Regions from separate parts of the Anas platyrhynchos genome. Here region 1 is linked to region 2. The links are chromatin contacts, called in public Hi-C maps. All regions are on one chromosome and are shown on one strand. The core of a region is the stretch at or near the end of the contact, and the rest is flanking DNA. Distances in the headings are between cores, read along the strand shown.

Region 1 (6,454 bases), core at 2,887-5,386, 140 kb before region 2:
AAAATTATTCTTTCAAAAACTCCTGGAAACTTGCTTCACAATTCAGTGCATCATCACTTGCACTGAAGCACTGAAGCAGAGAAGCACCACTTCTCTGCTCCCAGCTTCAATCTCTTCTTTCAGTTTTTATGTAATGAATAAACTTCTCAAATTAGATCTTTATGTCCTGTAATGAGTCTGAACACCTTGAATAGATCTCCTGCTTTCAGAACCAACAGTTACACAGTGAAGATCCCTGGGAAATCACCTTCTGTCCCAACCTGGGGAAGCTCTTCTTTGATTAGCTTTCTTGTACCCACAGGTTGGTAAAGTTTTAGTCCATCTCATTCAGATCTGTCAGAATTGTATTTAAATTCTTCTGACAGATTCTTGGCCTGCAGCTTGTTAACAGATCGCCGTTGAGGCAAGATGTTTGAAATTAGAGTGGTTTTGAACAGGAGAGCCACATGGTGCATTTATTCTCCTGTTTGGTGATTATCTCTGCCTGGCTCCGCTCCTAACCCAAGTTCACCTTGGGACATTACGGTCGCTCCTGGCTAGTTTGGGAACTCATGAATGTGTTGGAATACACACAAGACAGCCATGAGTAGGGTTCAAGCACAACCACAGTATGTGTTTTCAGCTCCTGGACAATCTGCGTTGCCTCTGGCCACCTCTAACAAAACCCAGTCACACGCAGGGCTGGGTGGTGCAGGAACCCAGCATGTTCCCCCACGAGTTCTGCAGGCAGACACGAAGCATGAGGGAAGTCATCATGCAACAGAGATACCAGCGTGGCTACTCATAGCACAAGAAAGCATTTCTTAGGCTTCTTGAACTGCCTGTCATTTCCCATGCATGTGCCAGTGGTGCTGTGTCACCTTTCAGTTTGAACAGTCACAGGCACCAGTCCCATAGCCCCAAGTCACTGGGCACTGCGCTCCCACCACCGACACAGCCAGCTCTGTGTTGGCTTTCACCTACCAACACCGCAGGCTTTGCTGGCGTGCTACAGAGCACTCGAGATTTTCTCAGTGTATGCAGCTGTTGTGCTGACTGTGGCTATCGGGGTTGTCTGACTGTCCTGTGAAAACCCTAAACAAACAGGTTTAGGTGCCAAGTTATTCCATCAGAATAACAAATACAAATTATACAAAATACAAAAAAAGAATACAAAACCGGGGAACAAGGCAGTGTGTAAACGCAGACACCAAAATACCTGAGAGTTTGTAAATTATATAGAGATACAAACGGTAAAGATACGGGCTTCAGCCTGAATGCCCACCTGTCGAGAAAAAAACACTAGCATTCCTTGAATTCCAAGTAAGTTTCCAAAAAAAAGGTATTTGGGTGCTATTTAACTTCCCTGACAAATGTCTTGTAGGGCCATAAACTTGGACTGCAGGTTAAGGCTTGGAACAGACTTCAGGGCAGCTTTATAACAAAAACAAAACCCAACAAAACAATAACAAAAGAAAAGCTTGCAGTCTTCAGGCTTCAGCACTCTGTGGTCCTGATAACATCACACTGGGGACTCTGGAGGACTGCAGAAAACTTGAACAACTCACCTGTGTGTATAGTGGAGGGCATCAACCCAGATGCAAAGATTGCAAGCAAACAGGTGTGAAAAAGCCTGTGTAAGATGATCAGAAAATAACTTGTTCTTAAGACCATCAGTTGTGCCTACATACATAGGACTGGAAATGGGTATCCTGTAAGGCTGAGAGGAAGAAACAAACATTTATCTGAAATGCAGCCAGCTGTTAACCAGCAATAGATGGAGCTAGCGGTGCGCTAAGACAGCTTTGAACTAAGGAAGAGCCCTACCTGCACATCTGCAAGAGAGCCAGTTGCATACCTGGGAGGATAGGAAAAGGCACTATATCACTAGAAGGTAAAACAATAATCGTAGGACATCTGCTTGGTTGTCAAGGACCAAGAGGGAAATAAAGCTGTTGTCCCCTCTAGCTAAAACCTGCTGTTTCTTTTTCCCCAGACTCCCAACCACCAACTGCTCTACAGTTTGTATGCCAATCCAATTTTGACGTCTGTAATTCACCCTAGAGACTGTTTATTTTAACTTTATCAAGTGAAGAGAAAAACAACTGTGTTAGAATAAAAAAGAAAGAAAAAAAAAAAAAAAAAAGAGCATCTGGCAGCAGGATATTCTTCCTCTCAGACAGCTTCCCAGTCTAACTGGTGTGCAAGAAAATAGGATTTTTAGTTATGCAAGGGTTAAAAGAAGGGGGAGAAGAGAGTGCAGGTTCTTTGTGTGCTTATCTTATAGATGGTCTTTTGTGGTCTGTTGGAACAAATGCTGTCAGTATAGTGCACTCCACCTCAAACCAGGCAGCCAAGCTTCATCTGGGACCTACAGTACACAGAGGCAATGAATCCACACGCAGGGACACTGTCTGATTTAGCCAATGCCAAAAATGTGAACTCTGGAACTCCACCAGCTTAGCAATGTACCCCTGGGAGCCCACAGCTGGTGTGGATGAGAGCAGCAAGGCTTTCTGACAGTGACAGAAACCAAAGGGCACTTAGAAAGAACAGAGATCCCCATTCCTCTTTCCAGTTTCAAGTATCAGGCACTTTTCCCCTCTCTTCAGCGGGCACAGAGACTTTGGGCAGTGTCAGCACATTTCTGAGTTATCTGTCTGCAAGGTGTCCTCAGCAAGGGCTTGCAAGTCATAGGATCTGGAGTTAACCTACCTCCAACAGAAAAATTGATTCTTGCCTATTTCACAAGCCTTTTCTATTAACTGGCAGGGACAAATGCCATGTCTGGCTCTCCAGCTCCTCCAGTCTGAACACTGCTCTAGTTATTTTGCTACAAGACTGGCATAAACAAGAAAAATGCTGGATTTTGTTTTTCACCCCCCTGGCTGTTTTCTTTCCCCTCCCATTGGCATCTATTTTTGAACAGGGAAAAGCAGACGTTGCACAATAGCTTTGCCCACCCGTCTTATTTTTGTTTGCATACCTTTATCTGAATAACACAATGATGGGGAGCATTTTAAATAATTTGGAGGGACACTGTAGACTTGTAGATTTGTTCTGGATGCATGAGACCCTAGTTTCATTTTTAGGCCATCTGCTAACTGGTGCTTGTTCAGAGGGAGTCTGCAAGATATTTGATTCACTTCTGATGCAAGAGACATTGTTCCTTCTGGAATGAAAGCCAGACCTGCTCCTGCCAGCAATGCCACATACTCTCAAGATGTGTTCTGAGGATGAAGCACCTCAAAAAGGAAGATATTTAGTAAAATGCTTAGATAAAGTCTCCTTTAGGCAAGAAGCCAATGCACTGATTACGTTCTTGTGGTGTTCTAAAAAATAGAGGTTCTTGTATAATTGCCATTTAATGGTCGGGACAAACAACATTTGACTTTTTTAAAACAACAAGATTTTTAATTTCAGACACTTTTTTCCCAATTTTCTAGAAAGCATATTAGACATGTAATTAGGTATGTGGTACACTTCTGAAAAATCTCAGTATGTTTGCATTTAAGATGCATCCTTTCTTGAAAAGCTGCCACGAGTTCTTTTGTCTGTGAACACACTGGGCCGTTCCTTTCCATGTCTGTAACCTGGGGAAAAGAAAGCTAAAGCAAAGGTCTGATGTACTTTATCTGGAAAAGAGTGAAATAATTTTATTGATCTCCTTGGGATAGAGCAGGACTTTGCTAATTTTGAAAACGGGCATTTACATTTTGTCTCTCACCATACACCCGTGACATTAACAGTGCAGCATTTCAGGTGGATTTGCATTTTCTCTTTTTTGGTTCTTTGGTTGCAGGTTCTTTGTAAGGTCTGAACATAACGAGTCAGTTTGATGACTGCTTGGAGGAACGGGACTAGCAGTGCAGGACCGACCACCTTCGGCTGCTTGGTGTAAATGACACACAAACCGCAGCTCACCCGTGCACTTTCTTATTATTTCAGCCTGGACACGGACCGGCACCCACCCCGCGGGGCTCACACTGCCTGCGGCTCCACACCGCGCTCCCCCCCTTCCCTCTCCCTGTGCCCCAGCCCCTCCGCCACCAGCTCCGAGCGCTGAGAGCGGGGCAGGGCCCAGAAGCACGGCCGGGCCCCCCCAGGACAGGAGGGAGCCGTGCCCGTGGAGCCGGGCCGGGCCCCGCCGCCATTTCGCAGCGCCCGGCGGGGCCCCGAGGCGGGCCCAGCCCCGGCAGCGGCCCCGCTGCGCGCGCAGGAGCCCGACCCGGAACCGCTCGGCTCGGCGAGGAGATGGCGGCCGTGTCCGTGCTGCAGGCGCCCAGCGGCGGCTTCAGCTTCGACAACTGCGCTCGGTGAGGCGCGGGGCGGCCGGGACGGGGGGCGAGGGGATGCGATGTGACGGGTGGGCTGCGGGGCTCGGGGCTGGGAGCCGGCGGAGCCCCCGCCACCGCCCACCCGGCCTCAGCGCTCCTGCCCCTGTGTTGCAGGAACTCGCTCCTGGAGGCCGAGCTCGCCCAGAAGGGGCAGCGGCTGCCGGCGGCCCGCAAGACCGGCACCACCATCGCGGGCGTCGTCTTCAAGGTGAGGGGCGGCGGACGGCTCCGGGCGGTGGGCGGCGGGCAGCGGGCCGGGCCCCAGCGCTGCGGCCCCGCTGAGTCACGGCGGGGCCGGGCCCGGGGCTGGGGTCAAACCCCCCCGGTGCGAGCCCCCCGGGGCCGAGGCCGGGCTCTGGGAGTCGTTCTCTCCTTGCTCAGGATGGCGTGGTCCTCGGAGCAGACACGAGAGCGACGGAAGGAATGGTTGTGGCTGACAAGAACTGCTCGAAAATACACTTCATTTCTCCTAACATCTAGTAAGTGTGGGATCGGTTGTTGTGTGGGATTTTTAGCTGTCCCCTCTGCCAACGGCAAGTATTAAGGTGCTTAAAAACAATAATTTACATTTATTAGCCAGGCTTGCTCATTTTGGGCATTTTATTCATGTTTAAATAGGCTGTCTTGTTTCATGCTCTGAAAATACTAACTGTATGGGAACTTAGTTTCTTCAATTTTGCAATGAGGGAAGGGGATGCACAGACTGCAAATGCTGAAAAGAAGAAAAAAAAAGTCTTAAGGGGCTGTAATTATATGTGCCGCTCATTAGGATTACGAGTAGCAAGGCTGTTGTGTTTCAGGAACTGTAAACGCTGTCTAGGGATGGACAGGAAGAAAACCCAAGTAGTTAAAAAGAGTTGAATGACTTGAGGCAGCTTAGAAAGAAAAAAAGAAGTTTAAATTTGTTGAATAAACCAGGCAGAATGCTCATAGAGGCACACAGTTACTTGTTTCCCCTCCCCGCCTCTTCCAACTTGCTTGCAATATTTCCCAGTTGTTGCGGTGCTGGAACAGCTGCAGATACTGAAATGACAACTCAGCTGATTTCTTCCAATCTGGAGCTCCATTCGCTGTCTACTGGACGACTTCCACGCGTTGTCACAGCTAATCGAATGCTAAAGCAAATGCTTTTCAGGTAACCAAATGTTCTTCTTATATATTAATAATGCTGTTAAAACTACCACCTGTGACTCAAGCTCCTGTGAACGCGTATCCTTTCTTAGCCTACTTAACTTCCATAACAAGACTCTAGGAAAGACTGAAGAATTGCTCCATCAGCGATATTTTAGAGAACTGGTCCTACAGTTGTGCTGTGTTGATAGCATTTATACTGCAAAAATATAAGGACAATATTTTAATGAACTGTTGATCACAACAATGAAAATTGATGTGTATCTTTTTGTGACAAGATGGCTGGACCAGTAATAATCTTGTAAATGAAAGCTTTTCAAATCGAGAATTTTATGACCTGTAATAGAATCACAATCTGAAAATCTATGTTATTTTCAAAGGAATAGAATGACTAACCATTTGAAGCTTGCAGCTTCTGTTAATACAGAATTTTGATGGTGGTTTAGTGAGATATATAACAGGTGGAAGTTGTACTGCAGTTGTCCTATGGAAAACTTACCTGATTGCTTGGCTGATTGGAAACCATCACAAGTATGGGAGTTGTACCTCATAAATAGCAATGCGACTTAAAATGTGCTATTATTGAGGGAATGTTCTTCAAATCTTAAAGCATTGCAGTATTGTTTTAATACTGTTTTTTTGTAGAAGTAAAGAATGCTGTTGAAAGAGAAAAAAGAATGAAACAAACATATTCATTTAGGGAGATTGTTCAAACTATGGAAGAGTCCCCAGCAGAGTGAAATAAAGCCCTCTTCTCCCCAGCCCTGCCAGCTTTGTTCAACCAAGTGACCTAGATGAATTACAGTAATTCAGCTTGCTTGCTTGATGCTGTATTGCTGGGCAGTTTGCCTTAAGCGTGTCATAAGACAATGAATTAAAAAGTTAAATCAGCCAAGAACATCTCATGGAGGAAATGAAGGAATATATTTTCTTTGAAGTCTCTAAATATAAACTTAATTGCAGATACAGGAATTTCATGCAAGGCTTGAAAACTGTTCTGAATTCTC
Region 2 (6,369 bases), core at 2,196-4,695:
GCAGTGACTGATCTGCCCATTGCAATGGGTTTGACTAATATTTCATTACCTATCCCGACTGAAAATGTTGTTTGATTTAGGTTCAAAGAGCTCATTATATAGGGATGTTTTTTTTCTCAGATGGGAAAAAAATCAAGTGCAGAGTAAAAAAGTATCAAATGCTAAGCTAATTACATTTTGCCAAGGTTTGGTTGGTGTATGACTGTATCTGAGATTTTGCTCATTACCAGTTGTATAATATAATTTCTACTGCACAGTTAATTAGTACCCAAAAAGTAACCAAAGGAATTTATACAAGCCTGGTTGGAGGACACGAAATAAATCACTGAGGAATAGGTCTGGGGAAAGTCCCCAGTGAGGGCATTTTCACTACTGAAGCAAAACACTCAGAGGTTTAACCTCCAAACCTGACAGATGTTTGGGAAGAAGCTCAGAAGCTTCTCAAGGACTGCCTGTGTGCCCTAGTCAGACAGTCGAACTCCATCTCCTTCCACGAGCCGTGTGCTTTACCTAGCTGATGTCAGCAGATTTCAGCAGGGGCTCAGGCCGGGATCCTGCTTTCCGCTGGCTTGGCAGAAGCCCCGAGCGACATCCAGCCTGAGCGCAGCTCCTTTCATCGCGGCGCACCGCTTCCAAGCCTGCTCCGCTCGTGATGGCTCACTCCAAACATCTGAAGCTGACAGAGAAGTATCACTTAAGCACTAACACAGATACCTCCGCCTTCCACCACCACGGTATTCGTCCTGAGACAGTGGAAAATGTCATCGCTCCTTTGAAGCCAGGAGCGCTGTGACAGGCCAGCTGACAGCCCGGCTCCCTGACGGCCAGCCAGGCTCCCCCAGGTTCTGCGCGGCCACGCGATTGCCTTCCCAGCTGTGCTGTGTGCCTGGGGAGCTACCATCGCCCTCCTGAAAGGCTTCGTTTTGGCCAGAGCTGCTCACCGCTGCGGGGCCGGGACATGCTGCCAAGCTGTTGCTTCCATTTTGAGGCAGAATCATCCCGCATCAGATGGGATTTACTGCCTCTGTGGGTTGGGTTCGTTCTCCAAGTCAGCTGAGCTATTCTGAACTCGGGGTTGAAGGTGGAAGGAATAGCTCTTTGTTTATTCCTTCTAAAGCAGCTCATTCGCTCCTACTTTCTGCCCTTTTCCATTCGGATGCTTTTGCCCTTTGAAACATTTCCAGTTGTTTCCCCCCCAGCCCAAAGAGAGACTAAAATTTACTACGTCCATGTGTGTACTCTCTGTGAGGCTCTTCCAGCAGCTCAGCAAGAAATACAGCCCGCGGGGATGCGTTAAAACCAATGACCATCCCAGACTGCTTAAAGGGAAGTCAGATACCAGTAACCAAATACATTGCCATAAAATGTATTGCTCTGTCTGGATCTGTGTTTGCCATCACTTTAAAGCCTAGAAGTGGTCTCCAATTTGCCTGTGTTGGAATTCGTCATTATTCACCACTCCTCCCAAATCCGATGTGATCTGCAAACTAGGAAATCTTGCTTTCTATGTCCTCAGCCAAGTCTTTCATACACTGTAACTATCAGAAAGACCAGGATCCGCCAGTGCAGTCTCCTACAGTACACGCTCCTTTATTAACTTGTCTTTCATCTTGAAAGGCTTCTATTTATGCCTCCTTTCCCCACTCTGCTCCTGTCCTCTGGCCAATTTTCAATCAGTGAGCCAATTCTTCCCCTTTCCAACTCCCCACCTTTAGACATTAACCTCCGACGTGGGACCCTGTCAAACACCGTCTGAAGATCCAAGCCTCTCCTGACTGCTGCTTAGCCTCTTGTCTATGCTGACAGGAGTGTATGTTCTAAAAAAAGAAATTTCCAAAAGTTAGCGAGGCAGAAAAGGTCCTTTCCGGAAACCACACTGGCTATCTTTGGTCAAGCTGTGCGTTTCTCAACAGGCCACCTTTCATCTATTAAAACATTTTCTAAGACTCGTCTTCACCTGAAGAGAAACGAACTTCCCTGCAAGACCCTGGTGCACATCTGGGTTGTTCCTTAAATAATGGTGGGAGGCTGTCCGCCTTCCACCTTTGAGGAATCTCCTGCAAAACACTTCAGCTCTGTGAAGTGCCTGTGAAAACCTTTCCAATTTAGACCCACAGTTCCTTTAACCTCTCTAATAAGAGAGCCATAGAGTAGGGGGTTTGGTACCAACCATCCACTTCACACCCTCGCTCCCTGAAAGCTTCGTTTTCTGTGCTCTCTTTTCCTTTGAGGAATAAAGTCTGGTTTCCACCTTTCTACTTACAACTTTGGTCCAGGCGGCTCCTCTCTGACTCGGGTGTATTCTCTCTGCCAGTAGCCAAGCCTGACATTTCTGCTTTCCTCTTTATGCTCCTCTACTCCACAACCAATAGATTAAAACAAAATTAGCTTCCATCTTTGCCTCCAGCCCTTTCCTTCCTGCTGACACGCAGACTCCGCCAGCTTGTTCTCACCCTGCTCGGCTCCAATGCCAAAATGTCCCCAATTACCAAAGAATCCCATATATCCTGCTCTGTGTGTGATCACTCCTACACCATTATCTTGCCGCTCAATTCATAGCCTCTGCCTGGAAGCCGCAGTAAACCTGTCTCAATGTGCCACTTTACATCCACATTGAGTCTCCTTGGTCTCCAGAGGAGTGTCTCAGCTCACAGTCACCTTCCTGCTATGCCATTTACAGAGATATGTGTGTGCACAAACGGCTTCCTTCCTTGCATGCCAGATGAGATGAATATCTTATGTTGCTTACATAGCCTCATAAACAGGTATTTTCCCATGCCACCGTGTTGCTTTGCATGATTAGAAAGAGCTGACTTAAACACATTCAAATGATTGCGTGGGCTAGTTACAGTACGCTGTGTGGAGCTGTTGTAATTTTTATCCTCCATATATCCAAACTGTCCTGGACAAAAATGCTATGTCTGTAAAATGAAAAGGAGCAAGATCAAAACTCATCTGGTGTTCTTGGGTTTGGGTCATTGTTGGGGCTTGGTGGGAAGGGATAAAAAGATCAGCCCCAAATTATTTATCTGTTCAGCCAGCCTGAATTCCTCGCAGCTTCAGTTCATCCCAAATGTACCGATGTAGGAAGAAATTAAAATTCCCCTGCTCTATCTGCCCTACTTCAACACACTTCACACTAGGCAAGGCAAGCCTGCTCTTTGCTTCTCCTTGAGCAGCTTCATCGTCCTGGTGTTAAGGCATCCAAGCCAGCGACAGTCCTTCACCAGAGCCTTTCCAATCTCCTGGGTACAGAGGGGTGAGGCAGCAATTCTTCTGGCAGCTGGAGGAGCAGAGGGCTGAGAACCAAGCTGACCTCTCATCATGGCACTGCCCAGGCAGACACACCAGCCGACAAACCTCCACACGGCGATCTACCGTGAGCAGCAGCAAGGTCAAGAGCGGCTCCTGCAGGGTCTCCCAGCCCCAGCTGCTCCCACCTGGCCAGACGTGGCTACGGGAGGGCTCGGGAGGGCTCCTTCTGCAGGTGCCTGCAGGTGCTCACTTGGCTGCCTCGTACAGCCTGGCCGAGATCTCGGCACGTGAGTCCAGCAGAGGTGGCAGGGGATGCCCGAAAGCCATCCGGGCACAGCAGGGTGCTGTGCAGGCAGCTCACCGCAGCCTCACCCATCGTGTCCAGCCGCAGGCCCCTGGCACAACGAGCTCGTCCTTGGCACCACATTTCCCTCCTGCCGCACCCGAGGAGCGCCAAGGTCACATTCGCCGAGCCACGGGCTGCGGAGCAGCTTTGTTTGTTTCAGACGAGCCAGGGGGAGCAGACGAGAGAGAGTCAGTCAGTGTTATCACAACTAATGCAGCTCATTAGAATTGTTTTAAACTCTGAAAGCAAATGAATATCTAATGAGATTTCCCCCCAGGTGTAATTAGCAATAAGCTTTACATTGCTCTAAAAATACCCTCCAATTTTTTGAAAAACTAAATGCAGATAACTGGAAGCTCTAGTTACACTTAATGAACTGAACAAAGCACATTGAAAACTAAGAATATTTTAATTGTGTTTATTTAGCCTTCAGCAAAGGATCTAAGACATTTTCATAATCATCAAATTAATTCCAAAATGCTTCTTTGTAAGTTGTCCAGCTAGCAATGTCGATGTTGATCACATACAGTGGGCTATTTCCTGGTCGGACAGTCAATTTACTGAACAATGCATTATTCAAGGACCTGAAGCATCTCTGCACCGATCTTTCCCTCCCCTTCCCTTCTCCCACAGGCTGTTTAGCGTACAGAGGAGTTTATCAACTCAAGAAGAAACACTGCATTCCTGGTGAGTGAAAATAAACACCATCGGATAGCTTCTTCCTTCCATATTTGCCCCAAAAAGAATGGTGAGGAAAATACTAATTTTCTTCAAAATTCTCCAGAATTACTGAAGTGGGTATCACCTTTCACATTCACTTCAAATCAACTGATAAGCTGGCTTCCTATCACAGAGCTCCCCAGACGACTGACTCAGTTTGGCAACGACCAGACAGAGCTGTCTAAAACTCCGACCTTTGAAAGGAAAGAAGCTGCAGCCCAACACGTGTATCATCCTCCCCTGGAACAGCTTAGGGCTCCGACCCGGTTTTGATTAATTCGGCAAAATATCAGCAAGACACCGTGTCAGAGTTTCTCTGTGTCTGGTGATGGCTGCGGCACCGGGAGATGGAGCCCAGCCCTGCATGCGGGCAGGACACGAGATGGGAGCATGGCAACTCTCCCTGCTGCTCCTGCTGACCGTGTTTCATGAGCAGCCCCCGGAGCCCAGGCTCGGGCTGGAGAGTGACCTCGCTGCGTTTCTTCACAGGGCTCCAGGTAGTCACATCCCATCGATGTCCTTTGCGTCTCTGTGCCTAGCTCGCTGCCTGCCTCTGAAGCATTGCAAAGGAGAGTTAATTAATTCTGACCACTCCTAATAGTCTTCTAGGTCGCAAATTGGTGATTCAGCTTCATTAATTTGATTTCTAACATTTCATCCTTTGCACTCTCTGCCCGATTAGCTTCCTGAAATTTAGTTTCAGTAAATGGGATGAGCAAGGCAGAAACTTCCAAAGAGATTTTCCTCACTGGCATTTGGAGGACAAGGCATGGTGCAAAGCCCCGGACTGGCAGCTGGGCTGAGGTCACCTCCTTTTTGCAAACTTCTTTTTGCGACAGGCTGCAGTTGGGTCCCTAGCAAAGGAGCCATCGCTTGGCCTTTCCCATCCCTAAATCCCAAAAAGCCCCGATGCAAACTGCAGCAGAGTAAGACCAGCGCAGGAGGAAAATCAGACAACAGCACTGAACAAAGAACTCATTTTTCTGATAGCATTTTAAAATAAAAGCTGGCATTAATTCATAGGTGTATGTAAGCAGAGGCCACGCGTACTGTAAAGCAAAGCGCTCTGTTCTCTGCACAGGCGATGGCAGAAACACAAAGCAAACCGCGTCAGGGCACTCGAGGGGGGCAAGGCTCTGAGTTACTGAGCACTGCTCTTTGGTCGTACATCACTTCTAGACGGGTCACTGTTGTAAGACCCCCTAAAAATGTGAATCACAGGTGGAGGATATGATTAAAAGATTATATACTTGGGATCTGTGCGGGGTTTAAAAATTAACTGATTTTTTTGAAGTGATCCAAAGACCATCACAGCTCCTTCTCTGGTTTTCAGATGAGAAGATTGTAACTGGACATGTTCATATTTGTCTCTGTAAGTTTTTACTCTATTCCACTGAACAGCATATTTACCCTTCTTCCAGTGAGGGACTGAGCTCAATTCTTTCCCAGTAGGACCTAATCTTTCCTCCCATTAAATAAAACTCCCATTAAATAAAAACTTCAGCACGCAGTAAAAACTACTTGCCCACTAATCAATGATGTACTCACAAAAACATTCCAGCCAGGGAAGGAAGAGAACAGGAATAACATTGGCCATATTCAAGAAGCAGCATCTAATCCTGGGATGCTGAAAGTTTCATGAGGAGGTCTGAGGAAAACTAGAAAACGTCCTGTGGCCCCAGAAAATTTTACCTTTTTCCTCCATTTAGATTACTGAGGAACATCTTCTACCAGAATTAACCCCCAGATCATTGTGAACCTCAGTCAAAGCCATGGCTTTTCCGTGGGTCTGACTCAGAGAGGTGTGTGTGGTGTTGCCACAAAACCACAGGGCGATGCAAGTCTGGGGATACTCACTCAAACCCTGCTTTGTCACAGCAGAGAGATGTGAAAGCGGCTGGTCCCACCTGGCTTGTGGTTTCACTGCAACATCACAGCTCTGGCAACAAAAGGAAACAGATTTCTGAGGCCAAAGGAAATGTTGGGGCAAAGACATTTTCTAGGAAACGAGGTGAAACATGCAGATGTACACCCGGAGCAGCACAACC

Evidence for each region. Hi-C and Micro-C count contacts between places; a contact is called where the count stands out from the background.
Region 1: a contact with region 2 is called in a Hi-C map of skeletal muscle, with 1.7 times the contacts expected there. The contact joins the promoter of PSMB7 here to the enhancer-like site in region 2. A contact is called at or near these places in 3 of 8 Hi-C or Micro-C datasets (liver, skeletal muscle and subcutaneous adipose tissue).

What each region holds. Positions count from the first base shown.
Region 1 is chr18:13,217,080-13,223,533 of IASCAAS_PekinDuck_T2T, reverse strand. PSMB7 (proteasome 20S subunit beta 7) reads left to right here and starts at 4,136. Exons shown (of 8, transcript XM_038164937.2): 1 at 4,136-4,295; 2 at 4,431-4,524; 3 at 4,698-4,795; 4 at 5,311-5,451. The coding sequence starts at 4,234.
Region 2 is chr18:13,079,302-13,085,670 of IASCAAS_PekinDuck_T2T, reverse strand. No RefSeq gene overlaps it. Among named protein-coding and RNA genes, the nearest start is that of NEK6, 51 kb to the left of the region's middle. Within about 2 kb of position 3,445, at least 3 of the 8 cell types and tissues checked have an H3K27ac peak or open chromatin away from gene starts, as enhancers often do.